Linked DNA regions of Sus scrofa: all the other regions are linked to region 2. The links are chromatin contacts, called in public Hi-C and HiChIP or PLAC-seq maps. All regions are on one chromosome and are shown on one strand. The core of a region is the stretch at or near the end of the contact, and the rest is flanking DNA. Distances in the headings are between cores, read along the strand shown. Region 1 overlaps PRKCH (protein kinase C eta type). Region 2 has its middle 110 kb from the start of HIF1A. Region 3 overlaps PRKCH (protein kinase C eta type).

Region 1 (2,700 bases), core at 3-2,502, 160 kb before region 2:
CGAAGTGTAGATACTATTAGCCTCATTTTTTCCCCCTGAATCTAAAAGTATTTAATTCTCTTTATTTATTATTATTATTATTTTTTGTCTTTTTTTAGGGCCGTACCCATGGCATGTGGAGGTTCCCAGGCTAGGGGTCCAATCAGAGCTGTAGCTGCCAGCCTACACCACAGCCACAGCAACGCCAGATCCAAGCTGTGTCTGTGACCTACACCACAACTCACAATAACACCAGATCCTTAACTCACTGAGTAAGGCCAGGGATTGAACCCACAACCCGGTTCCTAGTCGGATTCATTTCCACTGCACCATGACAGGAACTCCTAATTCTCTTTATAAATACATGCAAAGAAGAAAGTAAAAATAATTCACAATCTTACAGGCCAAAGACAACTCTTATTAGCATTGTCATATATGATCTTCCAGGCTTCTTCAATGCATAAAGACTAAACTACCAAGTTTATTCCACATTATCTTTTTTCATTTTTATTTTTTCCATCATAGTTGGTTTACAGGGTTCTGTGAGTTTTCTACTATACAGCCAGGTGACCCAGTCACACATACCTATATACATTCTTTTTCTCACATTATCTGCTATCATGCTCCATCACAAGTGACTAGATATAGTTCCCAGTGATATACAACAGGATCTCATTGCTTGTCTAGCGTCATTTTAAAGTTCTGGAAACTGAAGTCCAGAGAGGTGAAAGAACTTGCCCCAGATTACACAGCAAGCAAGAGTCGGGCTGGGGTTCTTAACCAGCTTCCTGATCTATGCTAGTTGCTTTATCCCACAAGTAGAAATGTCCCCTCTGCAATGTGTGCAGCTAAGGAGAGTGTCACCAGGCAGGAATTCAGCCCCCCTCCCTTTTTTTTTTTTTACAATATACAGAGTGGTGGCCTTTTATAAAATACCTAAGGAAAGGCCTTTTCCTTTTACCTGTTGGGTTTCCTCCCTTCCCTGAGCCATGGGTACCACACATACAATTGGGTCAGCTTCTGGGTCATTTGGTAGAGTTTGCCTTTGGCTCAGATAAAAACAGAAAGCGAGCCAGAACATGGCGTTTCCCAAGTGGGCATGTTCCCAATTTATTCATCGTGTTCAGGCCCGGGACAGAATGCACAGAGGTTGTTTCCAGGCCCTGGATTTCTGGGAGGTTTATTTCGGACCTTTGCTTCTGTCCTCTGAGGCTTCCCGGCTTCCCGCCTCTCTGTGACTCAATAGAGCCATGGCAATGAATGGGAAGGAGGAGAACCCGGAGTTCTGGCTGTTCCCTTCGCTCCCTCTGCTTGGCTCCGCCTGCCAGAACACTCGGCGTGACCCAAGGGTTTGAAAGGTTTGGCATGTGTTTCCCTTTGAGGTTGTTTTGTTGTAGCTGGCCTCGTTGCTAGCCTTCATCGATGCTGATGACCTAGACCTGGCCTCGACCCCCCACCTCCATGGTTCTAAGGTGGTTCCTGGATCGCCTGTCATTTCCTGTGACTCATCTGAGACTTGCCAGGATCAGCTCTGGTCTCTGCATTCCCCGACCGCTGCCTGAGCTTTGTGGTAGTGAGTTTTGGTCATGGTTTTCCCTGCCCGTGCCTGGGAACCTGCCAGAGTCTAGATCCCCTGGCCTTAGCAGGGCCCTGCTTTAAAACCATGGGGCTTGAAGTGCTGGGAGTGGCTCCAGGCCTGAGAATGTGATGGGCTCTCTGCCAAATAGTTTAGTGAGAAGTCAGCTGGACCGGAATCACCATGATGGAGAGCTAAGCCAGAGAAACAGTCCTTTGAATCCTTGGTCTAGTTGGGATGAGAAGATTAACACACATGGAACAGACAGTACAGTGACTGGATTTACTTTCTGCTACAAAAGGAAAGGGACCCGAAACTGGACACTGGATTCTGGGGGAGAATCTTACCTACAGGCCAGTCTTTCTTTGGTTTGTTATAAGACTAACAATCCAACTGGCAGCACCTCAGGGTGGCCTATAGGTGATACCCTGGGAGTAGCTGGAGTGGGTCTCACTTTGACCCTGAACCGAGAATCATGCAGTGTAAAAGCCCACTGCTCTGGGTGGAAACCATAGGCCAGAGTGGACTGAAGTTTTGAAATACTTGAGTTCCCCATAATTATTTCATCACTGGTAGGAACTCAGCTGTGTCCATCTCTTCCAGATTATTCTGAGGCCACTCACGACAACATCAGCCCACCCTTCTGTATAAATGTAGCAGAATTGGAATCACAAAGACTTACCCGCCAGCAGGTGACCATCAGAGGTGTCAGTTCATTTGGCCATGTGCCTGGCTTGCTTTCAGGGTATGTGCTCAGCTTCGAGGTCTTAGGGTGCAGCGGTGAACACAGGAGGGGGGCCCTTCCCTCATGGAGCCAGGTTCTCCTAGGCAATTGGGGACCCAAGCAGTCTGTCCACAATGTGGAGTCAGCCGCTGAGCCTCTGAGTGATCTGGTCACAATAGCAGTTGTGAGCCTGCCATCCGCTCAGAGGAGAGCCCATAGGGCTTGCCTGGAAGCTGCATGTGCACACGGATTCATATGTGCTGCAATGGAAGGAAGACCTGATGGAGATTCCTGGGGGCAGGGATGGGCCAGGATCCTTGGCCCTGCTGGGCTTGGGGCAGAGCTGAGCAGCTCACCTCCCCAGGCTCACCTTTGATGTTTACGCTGTGTCATCCACTGTGAGCACTGGCCTCTTCTCTGG
Region 2 (2,700 bases), core at 107-2,606:
GAAGTTATGCAGTCAAAAAATCTGGGTTAACTTGGTTTAACCCAATGTTTGTTATATTTATTTAACTATGGAAATGTTTTTCTTGACATATACACATTATAACCATTGCAACTTGTGTTCTATAATGCAAACTCAGGAAAGGCTGCCCTGTACAATCAAGTCCACATATTTTGGCCTGTCCTGCAGAATGTGGGTCACCAGGTTTAGCTCAAAAAAATACAGAGTGCCTAGTTGAATTTGAATTTCAGATAAGTCTAAAAAAATTATTTGCTGTTTATCAGAAATCCTGATTAACTGGGGGTCTCGTGCCTTAGCTGGCAATCCTATACAGAATCCTTGGTGACCTAAAATATAAGGAAAAGACTGAACCAACATGAAGCTGGCAAGAATTTTTTTCTACAGTTAACATAATAGGAAAGGATAAAGTCAAGGTTGATTCTTGGCTTTCAGTTGGATTCCTTCAATTTGCCACCAATCCTTGTTCCCTTAAAGCAATGTTCTCCCCACTGACTGCAGGTTAGGATCACCTGAGGGGCTTTTCAAACTACCTACACCCCATCTCAAACCAAGTGACTTAGAATTGGGGGGGGTTCTGAGTGGGGAGTTTGAAAGGCAGGGCAGGGAGGAAAGGGAGGCACCCAGGGAGTAAGACTTAGGGAGGCCCTGACTCTCAGGGCTGACCCTGAACTTGCACAACCCTCAGAGCCAGGACCCCCTTAAATCTTCCATCCAGTACACCTGCTGGCCTCACCCTAGTCAGATCCTGTTAAAAGAAGTAGGTACAAGATTGTGGAGAACAGCTTGCCAAGGATGTCTGAGCTGCCCTGAGCCTTATATCCACATTTCGTTGCTTTACAAGGAAATGTCAACCTTTTCCAGCAATGGACATGAACTCCAGCCCATAAGCATGAGTCAGGGGAGGCTTCACTAGGTCAGGTTCTCCTGAAATATAAACTTGCAGCCACTTCTAAACATTACACAATGCTTGGGTTCCTCATTCTTTTTCAGTGCAGGCTGGTGATGTTTGAGGAGCTTCAAGTCCCTGGCAATCCATAGCTTCTGTTTTATATTTGAGTATGGTCTTAACTTTCTGAACATGTAATGAAAGTATACGCTTCATGTTTCACTCCAAGATCGTATGGATTCTCATCCTCACTCTTCCTCCTCCCGCTCTTCCTTCTCCTTGCTTTCTGCCTTTGGGGCCGTGATTTTATGCCCCAGCACTAGCAGGCTGGTCAGAAAAGCACACTATTAATCTTCACTGGATGCAGTGCCAGGACAGCTTGCCTGGGAACAGCCCAGGCCAGCCTTGGGAGGCCAGCTCTTGGACCCGTTTCTTCCTTCACTGGCCTCTAAGTTCCATAATGTCATAAGCTCCTGCCCATTGCTACTGGCTGGTGGCCAGATCCTTCACTGCTGATTCCCAGAGGCTCTGCAAGTTTTGAAACACTAGGGGTAGAAACTTTGTAATTTTCCAGAGCTGGGAAAAGGTGGCAGTGGTGGATGGGAGCTCCCCGCACAGGCAAAATTAACTTTTTTCTATTGTGCTAGTTGAATGATTTTCAAGGATATTCTTCTTATCAGTGGATTCAAAACATTACCTCCTCAGAGGAAAATTTTTCAGCGAACAATGCAAGGGAAAGGGTCAGATAAGGCCAAGTTTGCAGCAATTTCCCATTAATAGCAAGATCACAGGACCATACTTGGCTTAATAGCTATGTCCCTGTAAAGTTTCACATAAATGGAATTTTTAAAAAATTAAATCACTGTAAGTACGGAGGAAAGATTGCTAAATAAAGGAAGCCTGAAGCACCTTACTTTATAAAGTGAGGGATTTTTACATAGGGCACAACATCCATCCTACACACATACATTGATTTTTTTAAAATAAGTCTGCAATTTTCCACAGGCTGCATTTTCATGAGGTGAGGGGTGCCTGTTACTCACGATGATGACTGGTCTGAGGCCACAGCTCTTCAAGGGTTCTGAAACTGAACTTTTCACAACATTCTCTGAGAAGTAGCTACAAGGGTTCCGTGTGGACTTTTAGCTGAGAAAGATCATTCGTGTGTTAAGCTGATCCAGAATCCTCCTGGCCTACCTCCAGACTGATGTGGGCTCTGGGGTGCCCAGAAAAATTGTCAATGGATGGGCATGGGAAGAGTTAAGGGGGAACGTAGTGAGGCTAAATAATGCCAAACGCAACAAGAAGAGCAGTGTGCTGAGATGGAGAGAAGCATGAGCTCTGTGACCAGATTGCTCTGACTCTGCTTCTGTCCTCTTACTGGGTGACTCCCTGAACTTCAGTATCTTCACCTGTAGCATGCAGTGTTTATAATAATACCTACCTCAAGGTAGCTCCTGGCACAGTAAGTATTCAAAAAGTCTTAATCATTTTTAAATGGCCTGGGTTAGCTCCATTCAGATAGGAGAAAAATATTAAAAAAAAAAAATCAAAGAAGTTAATGTACACTGGGTACTCGTCCATGCCAGGTACATGCTGAATACTTTAATTCTTACATCTTATGCACACAAAGGCACTAATATTACCCCTACATCTCAGTGGAAACTAAAGTTCAGAGAGGTTAAACAATTTTCCTAATGTCACACAGCAGGTAAGGGACAAAGCAGATACGTGAGGCCAATGCTATCTATGGCTCTTCCCACTCTGTCTTAGATCTGAGGAGACCAAAGCCTGAA
Region 3 (2,700 bases), core at 170-2,669, 140 kb before region 2:
CAGTGGTTAACCAACCCGACCAGGATCCATGAGGGTGCGGGTTTGATCCCTGTCCTCGCTCAGTGGGTTAAGGATCCAGCGTTGCCATGAGCTCTGGTGTAGGTTGCAGACTCGGCTTGGATCCCAGGCTGCTGTGGCTGTGGTGTAGGCTGGCAGCTACAGCTCCAATTCGACCCCTTGCCAGGGAACCTCCATATACTGCGGGTGTGGCCCTGAAATAGCAACAACAAAGAAAAAAAAAAGAAAAGAAAAGAAAAACATAGACCGGGTGGCTTATAAACAACAGGAAGTTTATTTGTCACAGTTCTGGAGGCTGGACATCCAAGATCAAAGCCCCACATGGTCATGTTTGGTGAGGGTCCTCTTCTGGCTCCTCATAGATGCTTTCTCACTGTGACCTCACATGGTGGAAGGGCTAGGGGTCTCTCTGGAGCCCCTTTTATAAGGTACTAAACCTATTCCTCAAGGCTCTCTCCTCATGAGCTAAGCACCCCTCAAAAGTCCCACCTACTACTACCTTCGAAGGTTAGGATTTCAGCATATAAGGGAGGTGGGGGAGACACAAACATTCAGACAAGCAGTGGGAAAAAGCAAAAAAGCCTAAACTCGCTTTCTGGAATACTTAGGCTTTATGTAGGTCCCAGATTGCCTGAATGCGAGGCATGGGCTGGATTATCTGTGTGGGATATGACTGCCTTGCCGTCTCATTGTATCATTTGTCTTGAAATACAGAGGATGGTCAGTGTACTCTGATGTGGTTTCTAGGGAAGCAGTCTCGGTCCACATCTTGAGAAACTGTCTTCCAGTTCTTGGTGCTGCCGATCAAATCTGAGAATTCCTTTTCAGTTTTACTCTTTGACTCAAATCCCCTGTGCAGGCTCTAACTGATACGGTTGCCTTGGAAGGGAACACGTTTAATTAGGAGAGATTCGAATGCTATTTTTATGCTCTGGATTTATTTCACAGGATAAGTTTAATTCCATTCAGGGTCCTGGCCTGAGAGCAGAGTCTTAAGGGTAAGCTTTTGAAAACCAAGTCCTTGGAATCCACACGCAGCCAAGGGCACACTGGGGTCACAGAGGGTGTGAATTTGATCCAGAGAGCACAGTGAGAAATGCAGACGCATCAGGCAGCCTGGGTTATCACGTGTCCTGGGTCGGCCTTTATCCGACCTTTACCCAGACCTCCCTGGATGATGCCTCTGAGCTAGCCAGACAGAGTTGTTGTTGGGTTGGTCGTTTTGGTTTTTCTGGGGGAGGTTTTTTTGGTTTTGTTTTGTTTTGTTGTTGTTGTTTCCAGCAAGTTACAAAGATAGTACCATTTGCAAATCCTCACCAAAGGGGACTTAAGAAGGTAGTCCTTCAGGCACCCTCTGACCCTCTGACCTGACTTCCTTGTATGAGAAGTCATGCCTGTGCTTTATGTGAGAGGAGACAGGCCACGCCCATTCAGGCGCTTTTCCGCTAGTCTTCTGACCCTGATTCTCAGATGTATCCACTTGACATGGAGGAACAGAGGCCTAGTTCTTAAAGCAAGAAAAGAGTCTGCCCCTTTGCCTTTGGCTGGAAGCTCTGGAGCCTTCCATGGCCCCCCAGACTGAAAAGGGGGGCTGGAAGTAAGCAGTCAATGAGTCACTTGCTCAGGCAAAAAAAAAAAAAAAAAGGCTATTCATGCCTTTCTCTGGGGCTTGCTGGCCGATAGGAAGCCCAGATAGTGCTCATGAATAATTTACATGAGTACTGACTTTTTTCCAGAGTCAAGCCCTGCAGAAAAGGGGAAAACAACAGGGCATGCATCCCATTTACCTGCCCGCCAGCATCTCAGGCACCATCTCCTCTCCTGTTTCATATGCTGCATTAAAGGTGAACTCAGCCCTCATTGACATTTCAACCCCAATCCCCTAAAGCCAGCCAGCACACATTGGATTTGCTATTTTTAACAAAGCATGAATGTATCTAAAATATGTTGAGTGAGGGGGAATTTATAGAAGAGCACAGTTTGACTTTTGATTCCTCCTTACCACATTCTACTCCAACACAGCACGTTTCAATGCACAGCTTTTAACTCCTGTGTCTGACCACTTTGTGCCCCGTGCAGTTCCTGGTGTGTGGAGTGCGTGGTAATGAGTGTTTACTCCTAAAGCTCCAAACACGTACTGTGACAATTTGCTATCCCATCATCCAGATGTGGACCTGGCCACAGAGGCCACCTGCCAGACCTGCCATATTGTCCTGTACCTGTAACACTTAGGCAGGAATCACTTTTGATTTCTCCTCAAATTAGAGAACAATCTCTACCTAATTTGACTTTTTTTAAGACTTAGAATTTGGGAAGATGAGCAATGATCCCTCCTAGAGGAGATCAATTAAGCTAATCTGGAAACAGAGCTGTTGGATCTGCATGAACAACACAAATTTCTAATATCATCTGATTCTTGCTTCTCAAAGATATCATAAGGGAGCATCAGGTGCCTCTATGACTCCACACACCTGTGTGATCTGAAGTTAGCTGAACCATTGCTTTGCTAGAGATCCCATGGGGAGGCCACCTCTGTGAGCATTGCCTTCATATCTCTTCTATGTGGAATCTAAAATATGGCGCAAATGAACCTATCTACAGACTCATGGACTTAGAGAACAGACTTGTGGTTGCCAAGGGGGATGGGGAGGGAGTGGGATAGATTGGGGGTTTGGAGTTAAT

What was found. A called contact is a pair of places that touch in the nucleus more often than the background predicts. HiChIP or PLAC-seq counts read pairs in DNA pulled down with a chosen protein or histone mark.
Region 1: an H3K27ac HiChIP or PLAC-seq map of alveolar macrophages shows a contact between it and region 2. The contact joins two enhancer-like sites. A contact is called at or near these places in 12 of 47 Hi-C or Micro-C datasets (alveolar macrophages, embryonic fibroblasts, heart right ventricle and 7 more) and 2 of 2 datasets of contacts at active chromatin or transcription factors (alveolar macrophages and skeletal muscle).
Region 3: a Hi-C map of liver shows a contact between it and region 2, with 4 times the contacts expected there. The contact joins two enhancer-like sites. A contact is called at or near these places in 2 of 47 Hi-C or Micro-C datasets (liver and skeletal muscle) and 2 of 2 datasets of contacts at active chromatin or transcription factors (alveolar macrophages and skeletal muscle).

What each region holds. Positions count from the first base shown.
Region 1 is chr1:190,350,614-190,353,313 of Sscrofa11.1, forward strand. All of the region lies in intron 9 of PRKCH (protein kinase C eta type), which reads left to right. Among named protein-coding and RNA genes, the nearest start is that of PRKCH, 150 kb to the left of the region's middle. Within about 2 kb of position 1,253, at least 36 of the 83 cell types and tissues checked have an H3K27ac peak or open chromatin away from gene starts, as enhancers often do. A contact at or near this core is called in alveolar macrophages, embryonic fibroblasts, liver and 5 more, where this site is marked.
Region 2 is chr1:190,513,870-190,516,569 of Sscrofa11.1, forward strand. No RefSeq gene overlaps it. Among named protein-coding and RNA genes, the nearest start is that of HIF1A, 110 kb to the right of the region's middle. Within about 2 kb of position 1,357, at least 32 of the 83 cell types and tissues checked have an H3K27ac peak or open chromatin away from gene starts, as enhancers often do. A contact at or near this core is called in alveolar macrophages, embryonic fibroblasts, liver and 5 more, where this site is marked.
Region 3 is chr1:190,370,377-190,373,076 of Sscrofa11.1, forward strand. All of the region lies in intron 10 of PRKCH (protein kinase C eta type), which reads left to right. Among named protein-coding and RNA genes, the nearest start is that of PRKCH, 170 kb to the left of the region's middle. Within about 2 kb of position 1,420, at least 6 of the 83 cell types and tissues checked have an H3K27ac peak or open chromatin away from gene starts, as enhancers often do. A contact at or near this core is called in liver and skeletal muscle, where this site is marked.